2 separate regions of the Zea mays genome follow, and region 1 is linked to region 2. The links are chromatin contacts, called in public Hi-C maps. All regions are on one chromosome and are shown on one strand. Each heading gives the region's core, a stretch centred on a gene start, on an enhancer-like site or on the middle of the called end of the contact. The rest is flanking DNA. Distances are from core to core; before and after follow the strand shown.

What was found. A called contact is a pair of places that touch in the nucleus more often than the background predicts.
Region 1: a Hi-C map of ear shows a contact between it and region 2, with 2.7 times the contacts expected there. The contact joins the promoter of LOC732806 here to the enhancer-like site in region 2. A contact is called at or near these places in 2 of 25 Hi-C or Micro-C datasets (ear and leaf).

The regions. Positions count from the first base shown.
Region 1 is chr9:36,437,990-36,445,420 of Zm-B73-REFERENCE-NAM-5.0, forward strand. It overlaps LOC732806 (restorer of fertility 2), which reads left to right and starts at 3,128. Exons shown (of 11, transcript NM_001112421.1): 1 at 3,128-3,480; 2 at 5,560-5,706; 3 at 6,233-6,375; 4 at 6,463-6,616; 5 at 6,724-6,953. The coding sequence starts at 3,381.
Region 2 is chr9:36,106,550-36,113,388 of Zm-B73-REFERENCE-NAM-5.0, forward strand. No RefSeq gene overlaps it. Among protein-coding and RNA genes, the nearest start is that of LOC111590253, 120 kb to the right of the region's middle. Within about 2 kb of position 4,287, at least 16 of the 20 cell types and tissues checked have an H3K27ac peak or open chromatin away from gene starts, as enhancers often do. A contact at or near this core is called in ear and leaf, where this site is marked.

The DNA.
Region 1 (7,431 bases), core at 1,878-4,377, 330 kb after region 2:
ATAAAGGCCTTTTTGGAGGCGCCAAACACTCAACAAGAACCGTGGCGGTGCTCTCTGGTCAGGCGCGGACGGTCCGCGACACAGGGCCGGACGGTCCGCGACCTGGCGCAGGAGCTAGGGTTCCCTGCCTGACGGCCGGATGGTCCGCGCCCTAGGGCCAGACGGTCCGCGCGTGCGCAGGGGCGGCGGAGGATCGCCGGCGGCGCCTGGATCTCGCTCCCAGGAGGGACCCCGTCGGGGAGTAGAGATCCTAGGTGGTGTCTAGGCTCGGGTAGATTGACCTAGACTACTCTAATCGACGTAGAGTCGAAGAGAAGCGGAGGATTTGGGGATTGGAAGACTAAATCTAAACTAGACTAGAACTACTCCTAGGATAAAATATAAATTGTATTGGTTGAAGGTTCGATTCGTTCTCCCAAATCGGCCGTATACCTCTCTATTTATAGAGGAGTGAGGCTGGACCCGTTACAAACAAATCTCCGAGTTTATCCCGAGATTCTCGCCAATGAACATAGCAAGAAACTCGGAACCCTAATATGTTCTGCGCCTGCGCGGACCGTCCGGCCCACAGGCGCGGACTGTTCGGACCGCGGACCGTCCGCCCTCAGGGCCGGACCGTCCGCCGGCTCAAATTAGTGCTCAACAGATGCATAAGCATTTGACTAGTTACCCTTAGGGCGTGTATAACCTTGAGTTATTGGCTCGATTAGTATAAGAGAAAACTAAGAGACTTCATGATACAATTCTGATCCTATAGATCATAAGTGCAGTTAGTAGACAATATGTATCGATAGTCGTGTGGAGACAAACTCTTCCTGAAGAGCTCGTCTCTTGATTTTGTTTTCACTTACATCTCTAGAGACCCCATAATTAATGGGATTGTAATGCCCTTACAGCTACAAATTTGTAGAGTAATTTATAGCCGTCTTAAGAACACATATGTTTTCATTTATTATTATAAAAATACTCATATATTCAATATATCTATGACTATTAGACTATTAATTAGTGTTCTTTTCTTGCTCTATTATAATTGTTTACCTTTATTTACAAATAATTGACGATATTTCAATAATATAATACATTCACATTTTTTCTTTGTTTTGTAGCCAATATATATTTGGATACGGTTTATGTGTCAAGTCAGATATAGATATGCTGTATGTCGACGGATATAATATTTTAGCTGCTAATCTTCTGTACGTGACAGCACTGCCTGACGGTACATAACGCTTTCTCTGTGTGAGCCCGCCCACTTCAAGCATGACTACAAACGCGATTAGGCGGCGATTCACAGAATTTCATAAAATGATTTTTTCTCTCTCTCTAGATGATAACTTTTTAACTAATAGTTACTTGCTACCTCATAGATCCAATTTCAAGCATGACTACCTAAGCTTAACTAATTTAAATTATTATTTTTTTTGTCCAAACTAGTAAGTAGGCCTAACTCATAGATCCAAATATGCCCTAGCCCACGGACATACTTGCAGCCGGCGACAACTAATTTCACCATAGTATCCTACTACCAATGTCATAATTACTGCTTTCCTTGGTTAATCCCATAATTTCAACGGCCAGAAATGAAGATGAGGTAGTTTTTTTTTCTTCCCTTAAATTAGAAAAGTCCACGGCCTCACCATCTGAACCTGCTGGCCTGGTGCAGCTAGTAGTTCACACACCCCACCACCCTTTTGTGGGCCCCACATCCATCCCATCCACAGCGCCAGCCTCATCATATATCCATTCAGATCAAGTATAATAATAAGCTCTAAACCTGACATTAAAAAGTAGAGCGAGTAATGTTTTATGTAAGAGCTAGGTGTTACATGAGTTTAAAGATAAAATGATGAAAAAGAAAAAGACGAGAGATTTATCTAAGAGCCAACCTTAAAATCAGCTTTATTATATAAGTGTGTTTATTATTGGTTCTAGTTCTAGATGATATAATCTATACTATACTTAAAGCTACAAATAACCCCTCACAGCTATTTCAAATTAATCTGCTGCACGTCTATAGATGCCAAACGATGCCCGACACGGGCTAGATGCATGCGGGCCACAACTATAGCACAGGCACGTCATGTCAGTCTGCTAACTATGTCGGGCCAGCCCGTTAGCCCGTCGATCCATTTAATTAAATCGGCACGCGGGCCACAATTATGGCACAAACACTTCATGCCGGTCTGCTAACTGTGTCGGGCCAGCCCGTTAGCCCGTCGATCCATTTAATTAAATCAGCGTAAAATATTAAAAAAATGGTGCAGGAGGTGGGGTTCGAACACATGCCCCTGATAGAAGAAGTGCAGGAGACACTAGGTGAAACTGTCTAACCACTAGAACATCACACTAAGATATTTTTAATATTGAATATAAATTGTATATAGGTATATACGTTTTTTTGTAAAATAGAAAAATAATCGTGTCGGGCCGGGCCAGCACTACGGGCCGAGGCTACAGCCCAAGCACGACACGACGTTCTTGGCTCTTGAAAGCATTAGGTCGTTTCTGAGACCACAATGGACTACATGGTGTTTGAGGTTGCTGAATTGGATGGAGCAGCAATGATTTGTCACACTAACAACAAAATGAAAGGTTATTTGTTGGTTTTAAACGTTAGTAATTGCTATGAAGTAGCATAAGTTATATGGAGCGTATCCAGTTTTATTGATGCCTGATTTTAGCAATCACTCCATATTTTGATTTATCTTTTTTATAAGTTTGACTTGGGACTTATTTTAGAAACTTGATCTCATAAACTCTCTTATTTGGTCTCTGTATGATGAAATTATGTCATTTTATAATCTCTATTCATTCAGTCAATCGTTGTGAACTCTCTTCTAATCGCTCACTTTATTGGCCGTGTTGTACCAAGACATATTTGCATGGAGTAAACAATAACATCAGTTAGCCAAATCAAAAAATATATTATACAGAGAGCGGAGACAATCAATAAAAAATCTTGAAATTTTTTGATGGATAGTTTACGTGGGTATTGTTGTAAGCCGTCGCGGGCAACCGACTAGTAAGAATTTAAAGCTAACAATAAACTTTATTATTAAACTTGCTCTTAAAATAACGCCATAAACACCCTCGTTTTCCCATTCGAGCCCTGAAATCCCAAAAGCCCAAACCAAATCCAAGCGCAAGAGGGGGCAAAGCCGCAAAGGGGGAGGCACCAGGCACCGGCAGCCATTACTTACTGGTCCTCACTCCCACACCAACCAACCAACCTCCTCTGCCTGCCGCTTCTCCTGCTGCGGGCGGGCACTGCTGCAAGTACTAGAGGAGGACATCCGCTTCCATTACTGCGCCTGCGGAGGATCGGAGGAACCAGTAGCGGAGGCTTCGATTTTCGGCGGGCGCAATAAATTTCCCGCATGGCTCGGAGGGCCGCGTCCTCGCTCGTCTCCCGCTGCCTCCTGGCGAGGGCCCCTGCCGGCGCGCCGCCCGCTGCCCCCTCTGCGCCGCGCAGGACAGGTATTGTTTCGATTCATTGCTCCGGGCTTCTTGGACCTCACAATATGCCCGTACCACTAGTACACTGCTATGGATTTTGGTCTTGCGGCGGTCCCTGTTTCGTGTTCGTAACAGGATTTTTTTGTTCTCTATTTTTTTTGTATTACGGGTTCCTGATCTTGTCTTTGATCTTGTCTTTGTTCATGATGATACCACCGCATGCCCCCACCTCTGTTTCCCCCCGGGTTTCTTTGTTCGCTTCAAGGGGATCGGGATAAATATGTCGTGTGGTGTCATCTTTTTCTTGTTGCGCTTTGGATCTGATCAGTCGAGCAGGCATCACTATCTGAATTCCTGGGTGTTTAAAACTTGTGATGCCCGTGTGTAGAGGTGCGGTCTTTAGATTGTTGTCAGATTTGGCTTGCTTCCTTTTGCTCCATAGATCACTGCTGACGTAAAGGTTGTTGAACCTTGTAGATTTCGCCTTCTTTTTTTTTCAAAAAAAATATAAAAACACATACATGATTTTCACATGTAATCTCTCTACAATTAGTATCGCCTTTAGATTGTTGTCAGATTTGGCTGGCTTCCTTTTGCTCCATAGATGACTCCTGACGTAAAGGTTGAACCTTGTAGATTTCGCTTTTTTTTAAAAAAAAAACAAAAACACATACATGATTTTCTCATGTAATCTCTCTACAATTAGTTCTTCTGAGTGATCACCTCATCTTCATTTCTCTTGCTCTGTCTACCACTAGCTGTGTGTACAGTACCAGTCCTCATCTCTTGGAGATATCGGCCACTCGACTCTTCTGTCCAACGTCGCCTTTACCCACCATCGTCTTGCGTGCCTTCTGCAATTATGGCCATTTCCAATTCCACCTTTGCCCTCACCCTTAGGACTCGGGATGTGTGACTTCTTGGCCTTGTGCGTCATCACTGACACTGAGAGTCATGGCTTGAATAGGTGTTTGGACTTTTCCGCTCCACAGATAAGAATTTTCCGGGATACGATAAGATGCCGATTTTTTCCTCCGGTCCTTGTCAGCACTGTGGAAAACCAGAGCTTTTGGTTCTCTGCAATTTTGTTTGCTACCCCCAACTGCTTGATATTGGATTATTGGTGGCTGGCCACTCACGAAATTCTACAGATTGTAAAGGACAACCATGATCTGTTTACGTCAAGAAATTCATGATCAACTTAGTGAAATGTCAAAGGTAGCCAGTTCTGATGTAACAGAACAAAGCATCTTCCATCTATTGCTTTACGCAACATTGCCATTAGCCCAGTGCCACAAAATGATGTGTTCCAACCTCCTTCTGTTCTGCTACAAAATCTTCAACAAATATAGTGTGGTAATTTCAATTCACTATTGCTGAATTCCAAGAAAAAAAATTCACCACGTGTGTGAAATAGCGCTATATGTATAGAAACAAAAAGGATATATCACATACAATGCGCCTTTGTCTTGCTATGCCATGTTTAGGGATATTCATGCTTTGGGGCACCAGATATGGTCAGAATGTCTCTTTTAGGACTAATTTGAGAACTCTATTTTTCCAAAAGATTCCTATTTTCCCAAGAGAAAATAAACTAATTTCTCTTACGGGGCGTTTGGATCCCTTCATTTTAAAGGAATTGGAATTCACTCAATAAAGTAACTTATTTAGTTTGGAATTTGGCATTCCACCACTTTCCAAAGTTCAGATATAAGACTATCTCAAATTCATAGGGTGTAGGATAGGAAATGATTTTATGCATGATTAGAATTTGTTTCTAATATGTAACTTACATGACACTCTTCGTTCTACTCCTTTATAGTAAAAATGTAGCAAATAAATATTTAGGACATCTTGCTAATAATAGTATACAAATATATTTTGTATAAAAGTGAATTAGCTTAATTGGTATATGACTAAATTACTATTATTAGAATAGAATTCAATTCCAGTGATCCAAACGGGGCGTTAGGAAAATAGAAATCCCTTCCCTTAGCCATATATAAAGCCAGGCCTCATTTAATGTATTTGTTTCTCAGAAATTCGCTACTATGTTTCTATGAGTCTTGGCATCTATGAGTAAATAGCATATTACCACAGTGCCTGCAGATGGGATGCACAGGCTGTTGCCAGGTGTCCTTCAGAGGTTCAGCACTGCAGCAGCAGTAGAGGAGCCCATCACGCCGTCAGTCCATGTGAACTACACAAAGCTCCTCATTAATGGGAACTTTGTTGATTCCGCATCCGGTATGAAACTCCATTTCTTTTCTATATGAGCAGATTGTTAGTAATCAAGCATCCTTAGACTTTTTCTTTCAACAAAAACTAGTATTGACAAGGCTGATCCAATAGCCACTTTTCTGGGCTTACACATGATACCTGTAGGCCCACAAAATGGAAAAAATATAGATCGGTTTTTGTTGCTTAAAATCTGCTTTTAATGTGAGGGGTAAAAGAAGAGTAATGAAAATGCCATGTCATCTGTAGTGTTTCAAGCTGATATGCTACCCAACAACAAAATATGCATGATTGCTTAGACTTCATTAGAGTACAAACCCACACCCTTGTAAATCATCCCCCCTTTAGAAACTATGCTTCACCACAAAGCACTGCACTTCTAAGAATTCAAACAGTTCTGTTATCCACCATATATTTGCCAAAATTTTATCTAATACAGACCTGCAACATGGCAAAGATTTATTGTAGTTTTTTTTTCTGTTGTCAATGATAAGTCAAACTCACCATTTGCGATGTGTAATTTTCATCTTATCAGGCAAGACCTTCCCAACTCTGGACCCTCGTACAGGGGAGGTGATTGCTCATGTGGCTGAGGGTGACGCAGAGGACATTAACCGTGCAGTAGCTGCGGCTCGCAAGGCTTTTGATGAAGGGCCATGGCCGAAGATGACTGCCTATGTAAACACTCAGCTTGAGATTTTAGTTTCTGCCGTATCATCGTGGCCTGAAGCCATGCTCACAGATGGTTGGAATCTAACTTTGCAGGAGAGGTCCCGTATCCTACTGCGGTTTGCTGATTTGATAGAGAAGCACAATGACGAGCTTGCTGCTTTGGAGACATGGGACAACGGGAAGCCATATGAGCAAGCAGCCCAGATTGAAGTACCCATGGTGGCCCGTCTTATGCGTTACTATGCTGGTGATTACCTTAATTTAATATTAACTAACGGAAGTTGTCTGGAACAATACAAACATATATACTTCCATGTCTAACTTGGTTCCATTTCCTCTGTTTTTTTTTCACAGGTTGGGCTGATAAGATCCATGGGCTCATTGTGCCGGCTGATGGCCCACACCATGTACAGATCTTGCATGAGCCAATTGGTGTTGCAGGTCAGATCATCCCATGGAACTTTCCTCTTCTGATGTATGCCTGGAAAGTTGGCCCTGCTTTGGCATGTGGAAATACTCTCGTGCTCAAGACTGCTGAACAAACCCCTCTATCGGCTTTGTATATCTCCAAATTGTTGCATGAGGTTGGTGAAGTAAATTAGTACTCACTTTCTTTTATTGCAATTATTGAATTTACTTAGAGAGAATGGGCTTTGTTTCGTCATACAACTTTTTTTATATGTTCTAGTGACATGTTTGTGTTTTATTGGGAATAAAAGATGCTAGGATTAGTCAACCATGTTTCTTTTTATCTTTCATAATACTAGTATATAGACCGGTCTAACGCTACGATTCCGAGGAGGGGAGAGCAATGGAGGGGTTGGCGGTGGTGTTAGTGCGAGTGAGGAGGAGGGGGCGGTGGGGTCGCTGTGGGAGGGGGAGGGATGAGGGATAATCTAAATAATATTATCTATTGAATTTGAGTGATTAAGGGAAAGAGGGTTATCTAGCGATCGGAACTGTTGATTTTGATAGTGTATTAGTCTGAGTGCAATTTGTTTGGTGGATTTAGTGGAGGTTATGGGTGTGGGAGTGCTTTGGTTGAGCGGGTTTTGCAAAGTT
Region 2 (6,839 bases), core at 3,037-5,536:
TTAGCATTTAAATCATCATTAATACTTCTTAAGCTAGACACAGTTTCATGACAAGTAGATAATTCGGAGGAAAGCATCTCATTCCTTTTTACTTCTAAAGCAAGAGATTTTTGCACACTAATGAATTTGTCATGCTCTTCATATAAAATATCTTCTTGTTTCTCTAACAATCTATTCTTCTCATTTAAAGCATCAATCAATTCATTGATCTTATCAATTTTAGTTCTATCTAAACCTTTGAATAAACTTATGTAGTCTACTTCATCATCACTAGATTCATCATCACTTGAAGAAACATACGTAGAGGTATCTCGAGCGTTTACCTTTTTCTCCTTTGCCATGAGGCAGGTGTGGCGCTCGTTGGGGAAGAGAGACGACTTGTTGAAGGCCGAGGCGGTGAGTCCTTTGTCGTCGGAGTCAGACGAAGAGCAATCCGAATCCCACTCCTTGCCAAGGTGCGCCTCGCCCTTCACCTTCTTGTAGGACTTCTTTTTCTCCCTCTTCCCGCTCTTTTCTTGTCCCTAGTCACTATCATTATCGGGATAGTTAGCAATAAAGTGACCAGTCTTACCGGACTTGAAGCAAGAGCGCTTTCCCTTTGTCTTGCTTTTGTTGGGATGCTCCTTGCGTCCTTTTAGCGCCGTCTTGAAGCGCTTGATGATGAGGGCCATTTCATCCTCGTTTAGCCCGGCCGCCTCAACTTGCGCCACCTTGCTAGGTAGCACCTCCCTGCTGCTTGTTGCTTTGAGAGCAACGGTTTGAAGCTCGTAGATAGGCATTGGGCCATTCAATGCCTCATCAACATATCTTGCCTCCTTGATCATCATACGCCCGCTTACAAACTTTCCGAGTATTTCCTCGGGTGTCATCTTTGTGTACCTAGGATTCTCACGGATTGAATTCACAAGATGAGGATCAAGAACAGTGAAGGACCTGAGCATAAGCCGGACGACGTCGTGATCGATCCATCTCGTGCTTCCATAGCTCCTGATTTTGTTGACCAGGGTCTTGAGCTAGTTGTACGTTTGCGTTGGATCCTCTCCCCTGATCATTGCGAACCTCCCTAGTTCGCCTTCCACTAACTCCATCTTGGTGATCATGGTGGCGTCGTTCCCCTCATGAGAGATCTTGAGGGTGTCCTAGATTTGCTTGGCGTTGTCCAAGCCGCTCACCTTATTGTACTCGTCCCTGCACAAGGATGCTAGCAAAACAGTGGTAGCTTGTGCATTTTTATGGATTTGCTCATTAATGAAAACGGGGTTGTCAGTACTATCAAAAAGCATTCTGTTTTCAACAATCTCCCAAATACTTGGATGGAGAGAGAATAGGTGACTACGCATTTTGTGACTCCAAAATGGGTAGTCTTCTCCATCAAAGTGCGGAGGTTTCCCGAGTGGAATTGAAAGTAAATGAGCATTGGTATTAAACGGAATACAAGAATAATCAAAAGAAAAATTCGAATTAACCGGTTTCTTTTTCTCTTCGTATTCGTCATCTCTTGGGGAAGAAGAAGACTCGTCGCTGTCGTAGTAGACGATCTTCTTGATGCGCCTCTTCTTCTTCCTGTCCTCCTTCTTATGACTCGAGCCAGAGTCTGAGGGCTTATCATCTCTTGGCTCGTTAACTATGGACTCCTTTGTCTTGTCGTTGACAACCATCCCCTTTCCCTTAGGATCCATCTCTTCGGGCGATTAGTCCCTTGTGTGAAGAGAATGGCTCTGATACCAATTGAGAGCACCTAGAGGGGGGGTGAATAGGTGATCCTGTAAAAATCAAACACTTGTAGCCACAAAGCTTGATTAAGTGTTAGCTCAATAGAATCAAGTGGCTAAGGACCAAGCTCTTGTGAAACACAATGGTCACGAAGAAAACAAGCACAAGAGACACGGTGATTATCCCATGGTTCGGCCAAGTAACACTTGTCTACTCCATGTTGTCGCGTCCCAATGGACGAGGGTTGCACTCAACCCCTTTCAAGTGATCCAATGATCAACTTGAATACCACAGTGTTTTCCTTTCTTTTGCTCTATCCCGTTCGCGAGGAATCTCCACAACTTGGAGCCTCTCGCCCTTACAATTGATGATCACAAAGAAGCACGGAAGTAAGGGAGGGGAGAGCAACACACACAAGACTCAAAGCACGAATACAAACACGCACACAAGCCACAACTTGAGCTCACAACACAATGCGGGGAGTTCTCTACTCAACTAGAGCTCAAGTCACTTATCACAAAGAATCGAATGCACGAGAATGGAGTCTTGGTGCTTAGAGATGATCAAAGAATGCTTGGGTGACTCCTCCTTGCGCCTAGGGGTCCCTTTTATAGCCCCAGGGCAGCTAGGAGCCGTTGGAAGCAATCTGGGAAGGCAATTCTTGCCTTCTGTCGGGTGGCGCACCGGACAGTCCAGTGCACCACCGGACAACTACTGTTCAATGTCCGGTGCAGATTGCCTTCCTAAAATGGCACAGCCGACCGTTGCAGAAATGTAGCCGTTGGAGCACCGGACACTGTTCAGTGCACACCGGACAGTCCGGTATCACTTCCCGGCCGTTGGAGCGGGCCACGCGTCGCCCGCGGATTTGGCGGCCGACCGTTGCGCTGGAGGCCGTTGGCTCACCGGACAGTCCGGTGAATTATAGCCATATGCCACCGACGAATTCCTAAGAGTGGCCAGTTCACCAGAAGCCAGCCTAGCGCACCGGACACTGTCCCGTGCACCACCGAACACTATCCGGTGCACCACCGGACAGTCTGGTGTGCCAGACTTAGCTGAGTCTTGGCTGCTTCGAGCCAAGTTCATTTCTTCTTCTCTTTTCTCTGATTCCAGCACTTAGACAAATATATTAGTACACAAAAACCAATGTACTAAGTCTAGAATCATACCTTAGTGTTGATTTGCACTTCATCCATCATTTGGCACATAATTACTCACTCACTTTGTGTTGGCACTTAATCACCAAAATACTTTGGAAATGGCCCAAGGGCACATTCCCTTTCAAGCGCATGACGGCATACGTCATCTAAACTGAATTTAAAACGAAACATCGCGTGGCTGGATGCACGATGCCACACATTAAATAATCTAAAATTAAAATGGATCGTCGCGCGACAAAGCGCGCATCGCAGCACATTAATAGAATCTAAAATCAAACTAATTCGCCGCGCGACGAAGCGAGCGATGCAACACGTTAATTAAACAAAGTTTAAAATTAATTAAAACAAAAAACCAATCACCACGCGCGTGGGGCTGCACACGCGAGAACGCGTTGCGCGTGCCGGGGGCGCGCGAGGCCGTGCCGAGGCCATGCGAGCCGCGCTGGGGTGCATGCAGGGGTCACGCGCACCGAGGCCGGGACGGCCGCGCCAAGGGGCCAGGGGCCGCGCCCGAGGGCCGGGACGGCCGCGCCGCCGGGAGCCGGGGGAGCCGCGCGCCGGAGGCCAGGGGGCCGGGACGGCCGCACCGCCGGGGCCGGGAGCCACGCACAGGGGCGGACCGCGCCGCCAGGGGCCTGGATGGCTACGCCGCTGGGGTCAGGAGCCACGCGCAGGGGTGGGTCGCGCCTCCAGGAACGAGCGAGCAGGGGAGAGGAGGGCGGGATACGCGCAGGGAAGAGGGGAAAGGGGAGGAAGGGAAAAAGAGAGAGAGGAAGAGGGGAGGGGGAGAGCTTACGTCAGGGATCCAAATCCGGCGATAACCGTCACCGGAGCACATAAGGCACAAGGGAGAAGAGAGAGAGGTGGGAGGAGAGGGAGTTGTGCGCGGGAAAATTGAATGAGGGAAAGAGAGAGAGAAGAGGGGGCATGCATGGAGAGAGGCAGGGGCGCCAGGGGCGCACGTGCCAGGGCCAGGCCGAGTTGGGCCAGGCCGGGCTGGGTCGCGGGAAAAATCCCACGGCACACACAACCACTGATCGGAATTCCAATCGCGGATCAGAATCCAAAATGAGACGAGGCGAACACGTGATTAAACACGACATCAGACAAAAGAAATATGCTTCGGCATGATGCAACATCCATGACAACTTAGGTTTTTGTTCACACGCAATACGGACACCAGTCGCTATACTGCTTTGAAATTGGGAAGAAGGAATGAAATGGGAAGAGAAAAGAAAGTAACGCCTGAATTTGGTGAGTATTAAAGAAGAAAAAATTCTACCCCAAATTCAGGGCGTTACAACTTCCAAAACCATTATGGGCCCAAAACTGGGGCACGACCCGACACTGTTCCCATGTGTCGGCCCACTTTCCTCTCGGCACGGCCCAAGTGATCTAGTCGGCCGACAGCCTAGGCCCACTTATCGGTCTCCCTACGCCCGCGAAATAGACGTCGCGCTCGCTAATCTGTGGGCTCCACTAGCCAGTTCCTCCGCGTGCACTTGCTTCTCTGCAGGTGGGACCCATTGGTCAGTTCCATCGTTGTCCCTGAGTCCGAATCGCAATAGAAGTTCGCCATAGCCGCCGGGATTCTCAGCCACGCCCCATCCCATCTCAATCGGACTCCCTCTTGTCACAGCCTAGCTATAGGGTATAAAGACCAACCTTCACCAAACTGTAGTGACATCGTCGCCGTGCCGAAGTAGAGGGTGAGGGAGCCGCCGCATGCCATGTGTAGGCTGCCGCCACCAAGGAAACGTGCAGATATCGTCCTTCAAGAACTAGCCAAAGAAAAGCTACACCACGACACAACAAAGGTGACCGCTGCACCCGTTCGATGAAAGGGCCCGTGGTGACCACTGGATTTCTCGCCGGAGCAATTAAACCACCCAGAACCGCCATCCTCGTAGCCAAGGTCCTGTGAAGCACGATAACTGGTAAGTCGTTTGGGACTTTCTCTATTGGACCTCCGTCTCACGTATCAGTAGTTTCGATGAGGAATGGGCGCTGTCGTGCCGAGATAGCTATCTCCGGCGAGGGTGCCACCGCGGGACTCTAAACACCGCCGCGGCTAGGGTTGGTGGAGAAGAAGTGCTGGAAGCCGTTGGATGGGGAGTGAGCGGATAGGATTAGAACGGGGTGTACCCCTTGTCCACATTAAATCACCACCGCATGATTGATGATCTATGGCCGGGTTCGGATCTGGCGTGGGTGTAATACCCAACTTGTGGATAATAAAAGAGAAGAATCAATCTCCATATATGCATTGTAATCTGTCCATTAGAACTTATGAATGGTCATGTTTAAAGTGGATAAGTCGACTAAGGAAACATAAATAATCCATGCATCATGTTGGAGGTTATTTGTTTGTGAACTTAATAATAATAATATATTAATAATGAAGTTAGGGATTACCCAAAATTGGGATCTAGAATTTGAAAATGAGATAGAAAAGGAAAGAGAAGCAAAAGAAAGGGATATGCACTAAAGAAAATATACATATATATAAATATATTTATTCATGATGATACTACTATTTGTGCACTTAATCTGTGCAAGAAACTTACCAACAAAAATTTAAATTCAAATATCAAAATTTGGAAATTTAGAAGGAAATACAAAACAGGAATAATAAAAGAAAAACATAAAACGCCGACCTGGGCCTAGGACTTCGCTCTGGCCTTACACAACACCTACCGCGCGGCCCAGCTTATATGAGACGCTGACATGTGGGGCCTAGGAGGTCGGTCGCCCTTGCATTTGCTACCCTCGCTAACACCTGGGGCCATGCGGTAAGAGTCCACCTCACGCACCTTGTGCCACTGCAGAGTGGGACCCACTAGTCAACTACTGATTCCGCGCGTGTTGTCCAGTGGAAGTAGTGCTGGTCGCTTACGAGTGGACCCTTCTTGTCAGGATTGTCCCCAACTTGCGGACGAGCTATTCCAACCACCTTGCGCTGTGCTACCGAGGAAATCGGGTCGGCCTCCTCCGTGCTCAGGGTTAAAAGCCAGGACCCTTGGGCCTGACTCGCGCATCCCCCTTGACCATCCCGTCTCCCGATCCCTCCACCGTCAGACCCCTCGGCCGTGAGGCGATCCGGGAGTCAACCCACCGCTAGAAATCGATGCCTACTTCCCTTATCCATTGGTGTGGAGTTCCCTAGGTGACCGAGGCAACTCAGCGGACATCATGGGGAAGGGCTCGGCGGCTACGTGACGTCTGTGCGTGCGGAATTGCTCGTCGGGGTTGGGAAATCACCACTGTGCTGCAAGACATTGGTATTGGACCTCTGCGCCACGCGATCCTTTGGTAAGAAGTCCTTGTTGAGCTCACTAGATCCCTAGCTACGTTCGGCACCGCTCGGTATGGTGTTTGGGCCACTGTCGCGTCGATTTAGTTGACGCCCGTAATGGCGTCGCCGTCATGTGGGGGCACCACCGCTCTGGCCACCGGTGGCGACGGGTGGCAGTTTCTAACCGCCGATTACCGCGCGGGCGGCTGAGATTAGCAGCCGGGTACCGATTCAGGGGGGTTGAATCGTGACCATTGTGATCCGATCTATCGGCTCGAGTACGAGTTGTGCGTGGACAAGGCTAAGCCATGGATCTTGGATCCAGCAGTTGTCAGCGAGTACCGCTTCGTTGTGCGTCCGATCTAATCTTATCCGTTGGAGTTAGATCAGATGATCCATATTAGAAGTAGCCGTTGACCAATGCCATTTTGCTAAAGTGGCCCTATAATTTTAGGTTATGAACCTGCAGTCCCAACCTGTGCGAAGAATCTCACTTTGGGGTCCATGATTTTTATGAAACAAACCCTGAAATTCTCAAAAATAATGTGTGCAGTCCATAAACCTAATAAATTATGTAAATTAATATAGAAAATGATTTTCTAGTATAAAAATAATTCTGGAACTTGTTTAATTCATAGAATATCCATTTTTAATTCCTTTTTGATACA